Regions from separate parts of the Mus musculus genome. Here regions 2 and 3 are each linked to region 1. A link is a contact called in public promoter capture Hi-C data. All regions are on one chromosome and are shown on one strand. The core of a region is the stretch at or near the end of the contact, and the rest is flanking DNA. Distances in the headings are between cores, read along the strand shown.

Region 1 (4,245 bases), core at 467-2,966:
GCTGTCTCAAAACGTAAGTTGGAGAGTAATAAAGGAAAATACTAGCTATTGACCTCTGGCCTCCATATGCTCATACATGGACAATCAGACATGTGCACATGCCACACACACACAATTAGAAGCTGAGTGCAGTGTCCCATGCCAACAACCCTAGCACCTACCAGGCTAAGGCAGAGGACCAATACCTCCAGGCCAGCCAGGACTACAAAGTAAAACCATTTTCAACAACAATGTAAGCAAAGGAACAAAATGTTTCCATTTAAAACTGCTCTCTATATTCAGTGTTTTTCCATGGCCCTTCTCCAGTTTCTTTAAAAGATTCTTTTTTTTAGACTTAGTTATTTGATGTATATAAATATTTTGCCTGTATGTGTGTCTCTATACCACATGTACCTCTGTAGGCCAGAAGAGGGCATCAGATCCCCTGGGACTGGAGATACAGATGGTTGTGAGTTTGGGTTCTAGAAATCAAATCTGGGTTTTCTGGAAGAACAGCAAGTGCTTACCAGATAACGCATTTCTCCAGCCCAGATTTTACAGTTCTTTAGGGACACTGACAGAGATGCCACAAAACCATGGTCTTAGCATGTGGTAAGAAGAACCCTTTAGTTATCTATCCTTTCCAGAAATGTAGCCTGTTTTATGATAGTTCCCCATCATCTATTTTATACATAAGATGGGATGGGTTTGACGAATGTACGAAGGACAATTGGTCCCCTGCCTTTAGTGCCTCATAGTTGCTTCTTACCACCCAAACTGCTACCATTCTTTCAAAGGAACCACCAACAGCAGTGTCCCCTAGAATTGTACACACAACTATCCCAGAGCCACTGTTTTACAGTCCCCAGGCAAGTGGCATGCCCATTTACAGTAGATGCCCTGCTCTGTTATAGACCAGGGTCAGCGCTACAGAGAGAAAGGCTCTGAGAGCAAAGGCCAACCAAGAGCAGCCTGTCTTGCCTGCCTCACTAACTACAGCATCTGAGGTTTGCCCCGGAGACAGGGATTTTATAACCTCCTGTCACCTTAGCAGTTAGCTCAGTTTCACAGAGGAAGAAACTGGGACTCTGAAAATGTCAGTCCTAGTTAAAGTATATTCCGTTGCCTTTTCCAGAACGCATAAGAGGATGCTGCTCTTTCCATAAGGAAATGCACTTGGGAGTAGAACCAGGATGGTATGAATAGACAGTCTGCTAATTTCCCAGTCTTAATCCATTCTTATTTGAGTTAGAGTTTGACACTCACCAGCTTTGAGCATCAGTTTTCCAAAAACAAGTGATTAATGATAGATACTCCAGAAGTTTCTATTGAGAAGGGAGTGGGCAAAGTGCATTGAGTGCAGTCACCCTATCATAATTTATCCATGGGGGTGGGGTGGGGTGGGGCTTAAAACAGGAGCGCCAAAGTTCTGTGGTCAAGAACAGAACTTGCTTGCCCGTATTCGGACGTAGATTGTCAGTAGTGGGGGGAAAATGCCCAAAGTGTTCATCCTTACGAAGCATGAAGAGAACCCACACCAAACAGAATTCACTTCATAATCACTTGTGTCTGGCCCTCAGCAGGGATGGGTGTGTGCACTCCTTTTTGTCACTAGAGGGCGCAGGCGGGCCAAGCAGCCAGTGGCGTCTTACCCCTTACAAGACTGGGGGGCGGTGTGTGTGTGTGTGTGTGTGTGTGTGTGTGTGTGTGTGTGTGTGTGTGTGTGTGTGAATGGGATGGCTCAGAAGGTAATGGCATCGTGTGTGTGTGTGTGTGTGTGTGTGTGTGTGTGAATGGGATGGCTCAGAAGGTAATGGCATCTAGTGCCAAGCGAAGAAAGGACCAACACCTGTCCGTTATCCACTGACCTCCGTGCACATATTTACATAATACGAATGGGATTTAAGCAAGGCGTGGTGATGCAGGCCTTTAATCCCATCATTCGGAGGCAGACGTAAATGGATTTCTATTAACAAAATAAAAAGAAAAAATAAAATCAAGGCCGATGACGGAGCTTGGGTTTTGCCGGGCCATTGCCCGATACAACTGCGGAGGATCGGAATCCGGAGGAAGTTGCCCCTCACAATCATGGCGGATGACGGAGCCCGGGATCTTCAGAGCGGAAGCTGCCCTTCACAATCATGGCGTCTGGGGCGGGGCCGAGCTTCCCTGGATGTGAGAAAAGGGGCTGGACGCGGAAAACAGGCGATCATGTGACTGGGAAGATGGCTGTCTTTCCCTGGTAAGGAAAAACCCGCTAGTAGGCTTCGGGGAGGGCTCCTCTCAGTGGGGGTGGGCAGTCCTCCTTGTTGGGATCGGTGGCCTCCGTCCCCGCCCGGGCTGTCAGGACTACGGAAGAGCAGAACCGCTGTCAGTACTCTGCTCCTCTCCTCTGTTCCGCAGCTCCTTCACTCAGACGGACTCCATCCAAGGCTTCCGCCTCCTTGGGAGACGTTGGCACGCCTGGGAGTTCTGGGGAAGGGGATGAATTCGCCCGGAGTCTGCACCTGGGAGACCTGGTCGCTTGTTCCTTGAGCTCCTTAGACTTTCTCATCTGTAAAGTGGGACCATTCACCCTACTCTATGTAGGGTCCCCAGACACGCTTCTTTACCTCGTTGTTCAACGTAGTAGAACGTATTAGAGAGAGGACACGCCCAAAGGAGAGAGGGGGCAGTCAGTCAACTCCCCTGGCGGCTTGGGTAGACTGCAGAGAAGAGCCTTCAACTGGGTCTTGCAGGATGCATACGAGCTCACCAAGCAGGAAGGAATAGTGTGTACCCAAGTGACTGGCATACGGGCCTTTTTGTGCTTAGAAGTGAGGTGACCTTTAGGTTGTCACAGGTGATTTGTGTCGATAAAGAACCCACATAGGATAAGCGGATGATAATGTGGTTGGACGTTGGAGACCTTGCATCTCAGGGGCAAAATTTCTGCGTTTGAGCATGAAAGAAATTTGTAGCGCTAGGCCTTGAACATAACCAACATCAACCCTCTGGCTTTTTGGCCGGACACTTTAATTCACTCCACCCTGCAGACTCTTAAGTGACCACTTAAGGACACAGCACGTCAGCGTGGTGCCGTATCACACCGTGGGTTGGCTTCACCTGCTTGTGCTGGCTTAACCTTGGATGTTTTCGTTTTCCATACTGCTGAGACCCCAGCTCTGCTCGTGCCTATGGTCTCTGTAGCCGTCTCTCTTGAGCAAGTGTGTGGGAGTGCACGCCCATCTTTCAGTTTTACCCACTGACTTCGTGTTCTTTAATGAGAGAGACAGAATTGTGTCCGTCTTCTTCCCGGTGATTGTTCCTGTCGATGCATGAGGGAGCTGATGAGGCCCAGGGGAAGTGTGCCTCTGCTCCAGAGAGCGCATTTCTCAAGGGACGTGCTTAGTGGTCAGCGTTAGCCTCTTAGCTAACTTAGTTAACCAAGTCCGCTTTTCATTTGAGACCATGGGATGCGAGTTGACCTAAAGTCGTGCAGCCTGCCATGTGAATTCTAGGGACTTGGATCTTGGAGTTTGCTCTTTCCCTAAATGAGGGAAAGTAGTGGGAATCAGCCAGTGTAACCAGGACAAACTGTTCTGGGGTGTACGAATGGGAGGTACCTATATCTTTATTAGTGAAAAAGTCTGATTTTTGGCAACTGTTGAGATAGTAAGGTTGAGTGTGTTTAGTGATGGTGGTGGTGGTGGTGGTGAGGCAGCGATGGCAGAGCACGCTATAGGAGAGGATGGGCTTCGCTGCACAGTGAAGGGGACAGTGAAGGGGACAGAGTAGCAAAGCGTCACCAGAAGCCGGTAGGAAGTTACTAAGAGGGAATTGTGGGTAAAGCCACCTGAGGGGTTCTCCCTGAGGCCTAGTGATCAGATCAGTGTGCTGGGGGGACTCTGACGAGATGGCGCTTCTCTTTCCCTTCTCAAGTGCGTGTGGCCGTTCTTCCAGACCCCTCCAGTGTTGAGGTTCCCCTCTGTGATGCTGTTCTTCCTCCTCTGCCCAGTGCTCAGGCTCCTCCCTCATTGTCCTGTTCACTGAGCCTTCCTCTTTATCAGTCCTGAGCTGATAAAGCTACAATTGCCCTTTCTTTTTTTTTTTTTTTTTTTTCTGGTTGCCTCCTGTCTTTTGCAGATGCCCAGCCTGGGCTTTTTTCTTGTATCTCAGGAACTTACTCTTCTGGGGCCCCTCCTCCAGGCCCTGGCTGGGAACCCTCAGCCCTGCCATATCTGTCCTGCTCCGGGAAGTCCCCTGGGCCCAGGTTCCCTGAGCCCT
Region 2 (4,245 bases), core at 474-2,973, 440 kb after region 1:
CTCTCAAAAACTGACTTCTCAATAGAAAGCTCTGGGGACAGGCTTTGGAGGGCAGGAGGGGGAGGTGCAACCTTGATAGAAATCAATTTCAGTTCCAGGTAATTACAGGAGCACCCTACCTGGCAGGGTGCGCAGAGGTGAAGCCCCTCTTCTAGGGAGGTAGAGGTTAGGGAGAGAACTTCTCTCCACATGAGGGACAGGAGCCCATGTTAGGAAACTTGTACTTGCCTGTGCTGGGAGTGGAGATTGCTGGAGACCATCTTTCCACGGGCTCTGGATTCCTACATGTTTGAGGAGGAGAGGGCTCTCAGATCTCTAGGAGACTGAAGCCTAGCTTCTCAGTATCCCAGGATGCTCAAGTTCTTGGGGCAGTGGTAGAGGCTTAGAGTCTAGTTTGAACAGGAGTTTTTCTCTTTCTGAGCCTTTCCATCTCTAGCTCTCCCTTCTGTCTGCAGGAATGTCCAGGAATGTCCATGACATTGTGTGGATGACAGGATTAACCAAAGACCTCCAAACTGAAGCCAACCCCACACCACAGGGGGCATAGGGGCTGTTCTTACAGGTCCCAGTTGGTCTCCCTCATAGCCCATGCACACACCCCTCCTCCCTCAGCAGCTCATCTCTCTTCAGGAATTCACTACAAGTCCCAGCTTCACTTTCCAAAGGACATTAAGATGTGGGACCAGCCAGCCACTCATCTGCAGCGCTGGGAGCTGCCTGGGTAGGGAGGACTGGGGTTGACCTGGAGGCAAAGCCAGAGGAAGCAGACATAAACTCAAGGAGAATGCCATCCTCTGAGGTACCAGTGTCCACCTCTGCCCCATACATCCCAGACCCAGAGACAGTCCTTGACTCTTCTTAGCTACAGGGAGACACCTTGCTCCCTAGGGCTAGTGATAGTGGATAGCAAGGGCTCACCTCATTGTCTCTTGAACCTGAGAAGCTATGATCAAGGTCTTGGTTTTATGTAGCATTAGGGAAGTACAGAGTGTGGCAGAAGTGTTCTCAGCTGAGGTGACAGAGTGGGGCAAAAGCTGGAGAGAAGCCTTCCCTAGGCTTTCTGCCCAGAAGCTGCGGTCAAGTCTCACGCAGCCCTTCTGGGACCCTCAGGGATTCGACCCCCTAGACACACACACACACACACACACACACACACACACACACACACACACACACACACAGACACAGACACAGGAGCGCTTTGGAGTAGATGCACACCCACAAGTCACAATGCCCCAGAGCCACACAAGCACTGTCCCCGCCAAACCACAAGCCATTCATCCTGATCTGGAAACATCCACAGTTGCCACCAAGGTTTAAACTTTACACTTTTTCAAAGGGGGTGCGGGGCTCCAGGCACTTCTCGAGAAGGTGTCTGGGACCCCCTGAGGTTCTGGACAGCCTTGTTCTGCAACTTGGGACTCCTGGCTTCCCTCCCTCTTCCCCATACCCCTCACCTGGTAACCCGAGGCACAGCAAGAAGCTGTAGTAGACCACCGGCACGAAGCCTAAGCCGCAAGCCGAGCTATTCGCAGCGAGGTGGGCGTGCGTGTGCTCCATGAGCGCGCCCCTCGCCGGGCTGGGCTCGGCGCAGCTGCCAAGCGGCTGGGGACCAGGCAGCCCTAGGGAGGATCGCCGCACCGCGGGACCCGCTTCCACTACTGGCTGGTGTCCTCGGGTGGCTCCGCACCTGCCCTCCTAGATAGGCAGCTCGGTTCTCTGGCAGGGTGCAGGGGACGAGGGAGGGGCTCCTGAAGCCAGAGTGTGCACCTCCCTCCTAGGACCGCTCAGCTCCCGCCTCAGAACCCGGGCCGGGACGCCGTTCCCCTCAGCCAATCAGCAGCTTCCTGGATGGTGTGTGTGTGTGTGTGTGTGTGTGTGTGTGTGTGTGTACACGCGCGCGCGCGCTTGCGCGGGCACACACACACAGAGAGCTCGCGGTGCAGGTTTGGGGGTGGGGGGCTTGGGTGGGATGTTAGCCTAACCCAGTCCCAGTTGCGTTTTTTTGGCTTCGGTTTCTGGAGGAAAAGACCGGGTTAACTTGGGAACCCCGGAGGAAGACCGGGATGGAGAACTGGGTTTCCAACCCCTGTGGGAGGGGCGTGGTGTGAATATGACCTGCTTCTCCCTCAGCAGCTCCTTTCCCCTCCAGTATGTCCTCAGTTTTTCTTCTGACTCTCTCTCTAGCTACTTGTCCTCGCTCCCCACCAATGCCTGGAGTCCATCTTCACGTAGAGTATTTTACATCCTGGTATGGCGGATGGGGGGTCGCGATTGTTGGAGCCCAGAGAATGTTGAAAGGTTTTTTTTTTCCTGCCTGAGCCTGTGGGTCTGAAGGAAGGGTGCGAATATCTTTGCGAATGTCACCAGGTCGATGGTACTGTCCCTGAACTTGGATGGGATGCAGGCTGGCTAAGAGCCCACAACACACAGCCTTCAGCCTGGCATAAGTCTGTTACAGCCACTGAGACATACCCGCACGCACACAAAGGCGCACAATGCCCAGTCATGCGGATGCACTCACACACCCATGCACGTAGATTCTCCCATCTTCCACACCTAGCTAGACTGGTGAAAACGTGCAGACACCCTCATCAATATGCACGAGGGCGCAGCAGGCTCAGGCGGAGCCTCGAACAACTACACAATCGCACATAGGGAGCTGGGTGGTCTGGAGTACTTTGAAGGTTGTGTGAAGGAGAGTATGGGCGGAGCAGGTGGGATTCCGGCAGTGGAGGGTCGCTCCCATTGCAGGAGAGGTAGGCAGAGCGCTGCAAGAGCTTCCTTTTTCAAGGGTACCCAAGAATCCTCCAAGGAGAGATGTCTGTCCCGGACTCAAGTCAAGAGCACAGAGGAGGAGCACAGAGGCGAGCCTTTCCAGGAGCAAGCTGAAGCAGATGCAAGCGAGGGGCAAGCGACTGGCTTTAAGATGTTGAAAAGCCCACCTCCTCAGACTCCTCCCCTAACCTCTGTTCCTAAAAGAGAAAAAAGCAGAGCTTCTTCTGGGTCTCCAGCAAGGGCCCGGTGTCCTGTCCCCATCTCTGTTAGGCGCTTCCCCGGGGAAGAGAATGGAGGAGGGGACTGCTGGAGGACCAAAGTTGTAGAGGAATCTTTTGGCCTCAGCTGGGTCTGTGGCGAACAGACAGGCAGCCAGCCCCCTAAAGGGACAGGTTATTACAGAGTCCCATGCGTACACAGTAGCACAACCTGATATTTCAAGCTCTGTTAGATATTAACATTTTATTGTCACCTCTCTTACCGTCTTAACCTTTTGTTTTATTTTCTGTTGACACACATCACCATGCATATTTCTTGGGGTATAATGTGATATTTCGATCCCTGTATTTAATGTGTAATGACCAAATCAATGTAATGAGCATATTTGTCACTTTAAGCATGTGTCATTTCTTTTGGGGGAGTGCACCCACAATTTTCTCTTGAGGCCAGGAATGTAGCTTAGTTGCCAGAGTGCTTGCCTAGTGGGCATGAAGCTCTGTTTTGAACCAGTGCCATACAAGACCTAGCCCCTTAGTTCAAGTCTTTAGTCCTAGTACTTGGGAAGTGAGGATAGGAGGATCGGAAATACAGAGACGTCCTTGGCCACATAAATCCTTTCTTATGATGATTTTGAATGTGACCACCCTTCCTGTAAAAAATTTAAAATACAAAACAAAACCTCGTGAGCTAAGTAAAGCAACCTCTAATCGCTGCAAAGGCTCAAAACGTTAATTGCTGTAAACCTATAGACGGGATTGACCTGCAGGTGGCGCTGCATTAAGACGAGACGCTGGCGGATACATGGCTTGGCAAAGTCTCCAGTCTCTTTAGAGATCTCTCTCCATAAAGAAGAGTGGTTAATGCCCCGAGCTTTTGCATAGGCAAAGTGAATGGCCTGCCTCCTCACCCTCATGTCTCTGCTCACTTGTCTGCTTCTCATTAACAATCCTAATTAAGATTGGCATCTCAATTATTCTTCACCCCAAATCTTGTGCCCCCCCTGTCCTCCTCCCTGTAGGCTTAGTACCATCCACCCTACCCCATAGGACCTGATTTGTCTTGTTCTTGTCCATTCCTTCCTTAGAAGGTCAAGAACTTTTGTCTGTGGGGTTCTGGATGCAGCTTTACACAACACCTGCAGATTGCAGAGTCAAAACACATGGAGAGAACGAAATCTGCAACATCCAGTAGTTGAGGCGGCAGAGCGTGACTTTATCTTTGCAGCATAGGTGGGTCAGTGCTGGAGTT
Region 3 (4,245 bases), core at 842-3,341, 440 kb before region 1:
GTGTTAATTAGGAAAAGAATACAAAATAGAGTTGCCAAGCAAATGTTAGTGTGAGCCTGTGGCCTAGTTTTTTGTTTTTTGTTTTTTTTTTTAATAATGACTTTTATTTTATTTTATTTATTTCTATGTATATGAGTACACTGTAGCTTTACAGATGGTTGTGAGCCTTCATGTGGTTGTTGGGAATTGAATTTAGGACCTCCAGTCAACCCCACTCTCTCTGGCCCAAAGATTTATTATTATATACTGTAGCTGTGCACCAGAAGAGGGCTTCAGATTTCATTATGGGTGGTTGTGAGCTACCATGTGGTTGCTGGGATTTTAACTCAGGACCTTTGGAAGAACAGTTAGTGTTCTTACCCGCTGAGCCATTACGCCAGCGCGTGGCCTAGTTTTTTAGGAAGCAGGATTTTCCAGGAGACTGAGGCTCGCCAGGGCTGAGACCACATTTTCTCTTCTCTTCTCTTCTCTTCTCTTCTCTTCTCTTCTCTTCTCTTCTCTTCTCTTCTCTTCTCTTCTCTTCTCTTCTCTCCTCTCCTCTCCTCTCCTCTCCTCTCCTCTCCTCTCCTCTCCTCTCCTCTCCTCTCCCCTCCCCTCCCCTCCCCTCCCCTCCCCTCCCCTCCCATCCTCTCTCTCTCTCTCTCTCTCTCTCTCTCTCTCTCTCTCTCTTTCTTTCTTTCTTTTTGAGATAGGGTTTCTTGTTGTAGCCCTGGCTGTTCTGGAATTCACTCTGCTGACTAGGTTGGCTTTGAACTCAGAGATCTTCCTGTCTCTGCCTCCCCAGTGCTGGGATTAAAGGCGTGTGGCATTATATTCAGTTCAGTTTCTTTCTTAGAAAATATTTATTTATAAATCATTTTTAGGAATGTGTTTGCATGTGTATTTGTGTGTGGGAATGTGCATGAGTGAAGCATCCCAGGAGGCCAGAGACATTGCATCTCCCTGGAGGTGGAGTTGAAAGTGACTGTGAGGCACTTGACATGGATGCTGGGAACTGGATTCTGGTCCTCTCCAAGAGCAGTGCATGCTCTTAGCCATGGATCCATCTCTCTAGCCCCTTCAAATATCTCTAATATAATTTAGTGTGTTAAATCTTGACATGATTGTGATCTAAACCACAAGTCATGTTTGGGGTTAATATCATTAGCGGACTAAAAAAATTACAATTTAGGCTGGTGTGAGGTGTTCGCCTGACATCTTGGCATTGTAATTGAGGCAGGAGGATCAAGAATTTGAAGTCAGCCGGGCGTGGTAGTGCACACCTTTAATCCCAGCACTCGGTAGGCAGAGGTAGGCGGATTTCTGAGTTCGAGGCTAGTCTGGTCTACAAAATGAGTTCCAGGACAGCCAGGGCTATACAGAGAAACCCTGTCTCGAAAAACAAAAAACAAACAAACAAAAAACAAGAATAAGAATAAGAATTTGAAGTCATCTCAGCTTGATCTTTATGATCTTGTAGTTGGTCAAAGGATTACATTTGATCAATTGTAAATTGTCAAACAAAATCTGGTGGCAAGAGGTACATCGTTAGGGTAGAGAGATGGCTCAATGCATGAAAATTGCTGCCATGAAAACTGAAAACTTGAGTTCGATTTCCTGAGCCCACATAAATGTGGAAGGAGAGAACTGACCACACACAGCCCGCTGACTTCCACATTTGTGTGTGTGCACACATGCTCACAGGCACGTGTGTACATACTCACACATTTAAAAACAGCTACACTCTTACCAAGAGTAGCCGAGGGCCAACCAAACAGCCTGATTTGTGAATACTTTGGCCAAGGCCTGAGCTAACTTTTACTACAAAGATCCGGAGAGTAATTTCATATTTTTTCAGGACATGAAAATAACAGAGCTATGTAGGGACACACGTGGCTGTGCTCCAGGAAAATGTTATTTACTAAGTCAGGAGTGGTGAGCCTAATACCCAAGGGGAAGCCAGAGGTTGAGAGTTACTGGCCAGTCTGGGATATATAGCATCATTCTCTCAGAGAGAGAGAGAGAGAGAGAGAGAGAGAGAGAGAGAGAGAGAACAAGCAACAAAACTTTAACAAAAAATGGGAAAGCACAAATTTGGCTTGTAGCTATAGTTGGCTAACCCCATTTGGCTTAGCATGTAGTAAGTGTTTAGCAATTGCTCTCAAATGGCAATTTCGAAATCAGTTCATTTTTATGTTTTTTTTTTGTTTTGTTTTTTTGTTTTTGCAAAAGGTAGAAGGTAGAAAGCAGGAAGTTTTAATGGTCAGTTCCTCAAAATACAGTCTTATCTAGAATGGATTTCATTTTATGTGTTTATTGAAGAAATGAAATCAGAACATGAAGGATGCTGAGTACAAGTGGGCTACTACTGCAATCAATCAATCAATCAATCAATCAATCATCAATCAATCAACCAACCAACCAATCAAGCACACATGCAAGCAAGCAAGCAAGCAACTAACCAACCAACCAACAACCAACCAACCCACATCAAAACCCAAGGCCTAAACCAAGCACCACATGGTGTTGATGTTCTCAAGTCTAACAGCAGGTGGCGCACGAGGCTAACACACGGCCGAGAACTCCCGAACCGTCTCATCACCGTGGCTTTACATTTTAAAGCCTCTGTTTTAATGAACAACACAGCAAGTTTGAGCAATGACTTTATGTTGACAGCACATTAAAAAATATCCTGGGGGGTCCCTTTAAAACTCATCGAGGTGACTTGGCTTTTGCTGGTCAAGCATTCCTGAAGCCTGGGTTTTTCCTGTAAAACCTTATGAATTACAGGAGTTTGGGTGAAGGCCCGGTGAGATAGAGATACAAAGGGAGGGGGAGGGGGAGAGGAAGGGAGGGGGAGGGGGAGAAGGGAGAGGGAGGGGGGAGCAGGAGAGTGTGTGTGTGTAGGCGAAGGTCATTCCATGGCCAGCCTGGAATATGAGACCCTTTCTCAAAAATCAAAAGACAGCTCATCAAAAAGTTTAATGGTTGGTTCTCTTCTTTCCAGTGCTGTTGTAGATTTGTGGGCTCAGTTCTTGAGGAAAATGGGCTAGTACACAAAGATGGCTTCAATGTGCTCTCTAGGCACGAGAGGGACCTTAGAGGAGAGATGGTGGAGTGAGGTTTCTTACTCTGCACTGAGCTGACCATGAAAATTAAGCTGGGTGTGGCCAGCACCATCAGACCCATCTACTCTAGACCCTAGGAGCTTGGGAATTGAGGGCAGCTTGGGCGACACATGAGACCCCATCTTGAGAAAAAAAGAATTACAGTGGTAATATTTATGTTGTATGTTTTGCCAAAATAAGTTAAAAACACTTTCCACAAAGTATTACCTTACAGGTCTCCAGGTCAGAAATCCAAAGTAGGTCTCAGGAGCTAACATGCCTATTGGCAGGACAGTGTTCCCTTTGTAGGTTTCAGGGGTGCAGTGGTTTCTACCTGATTATGTTTTCAGGTATATGAGTACACTGCAGCTGTCTTCAGACACACCAGCATTGGATCCCATTACAGATGGTTGTGAGCCACCATGTGGTTGCTGGGATTTGAACTCAAGACCTCTGGAAGAGCAGTCAGTGCTCTTAACGGCTGAGCCATCTCTCCAGCCCCTCTCTTCCATTTTTCAAGCCAGCAATAGCAGTTGAAGTTTCTTCTTCAATTGGTTCTCTCCTTCCACTATGTGGGTCTTGGGAATTGAACTCAGGCCATCAGGTCCACAGCAAGCTCCTTTGCCTGCTGAGCCCTCTAAACGGCTCTCATGCAATTTCTTTGATCTGTTCCTTTTCCTACCTCTTCCTTATTTTAATTTTATTTTTTTAAGTTTTTTTTTTTTAAGATTTCTTTATTATTATATCTAAGCACATTGTAGCTGTCTTCAGACACCCAGAAGAGGGCATCAGATCTCATTATGGATGGTTGTGAGCCACCACGTGAGCCAATCTCTCCAGCCCATTTTTTTAAGTTTTAAGATGAGGTCTTGCTATGGAGCCTATGTTGGCCTAAAGCTTATCATCTTCCTGCATCACTAACTTTTGTATGCTGGAATCACAGGTGTGCATCACCACACCCAGGATTTTAGAGACTCTTGGAACTCTCTTGCATCTCACTGGATAACGCAGGGTAACTTCTCCATTTCAAGACTAAGAACACATGAGATCTACAAAGTCTCTTTGCCATGAAGGTAACTCAGTAATAGTGATTCCGGGGCCAGTCATAGAGGTTCCGGGATCAGTCACAGCCGTTCCTGGGTCAGTCACAGTAGTTCTG

Evidence for each region. Promoter capture Hi-C pulls out the DNA fragments that hold promoters and counts their contacts.
Region 2: a contact with region 1 is called in a promoter capture Hi-C map of embryonic stem cells. The contact joins the promoter of Gpr139 here to the promoter of Vps35l in region 1. A contact is called at or near these places in 1 of 39 promoter capture datasets (embryonic stem cells), 1 of 484 Hi-C or Micro-C datasets (embryonic stem cells) and 2 of 115 datasets of contacts at active chromatin or transcription factors (bone marrow-derived macrophages and embryonic stem cells).
Region 3: a promoter capture Hi-C map of 3T3-L1-derived adipocytes shows a contact between it and region 1, with 4 times the contacts expected there. The contact joins the enhancer-like site here to the promoter of Vps35l in region 1. A contact is called at or near these places in 9 of 39 promoter capture datasets (the 3T3-L1 cell line, 3T3-L1-derived adipocytes, the C10 cell line and 6 more), 1 of 15 datasets of contacts at CTCF or cohesin (embryonic stem cells), 2 of 484 Hi-C or Micro-C datasets (embryonic stem cells and myocytes), 5 of 115 datasets of contacts at active chromatin or transcription factors (embryonic forebrain, embryonic stem cells, large pre-B cells and 2 more) and 1 of 9 other capture datasets (adipose tissue).

Annotation. Positions count from the first base shown.
Region 1 is chr7:118,738,555-118,742,799 of GRCm38.p6, forward strand. It overlaps Vps35l (VPS35 endosomal protein sorting factor like), which reads left to right and starts at 1,717. Exons shown (of 31, transcript NM_027815.4): 1 at 1,717-2,221. The coding sequence starts at 2,121.
Region 2 is chr7:119,182,815-119,187,059 of GRCm38.p6, forward strand. It overlaps Gpr139 (G protein-coupled receptor 139), which reads right to left and starts at 1,724. Exons shown (of 2, transcript NM_001024138.2): 1 at 1,458-1,724. The coding sequence starts at 1,560.
Region 3 is chr7:118,302,475-118,306,719 of GRCm38.p6, forward strand. No RefSeq gene overlaps it. Among named protein-coding and RNA genes, the nearest start is that of Gm35083, 22 kb to the right of the region's middle. Within about 2 kb of position 2,092, at least 13 of the 459 cell types and tissues checked have an H3K27ac peak or open chromatin away from gene starts, as enhancers often do. A contact at or near this core is called in 3T3-L1-derived adipocytes and adipose tissue, where this site is marked.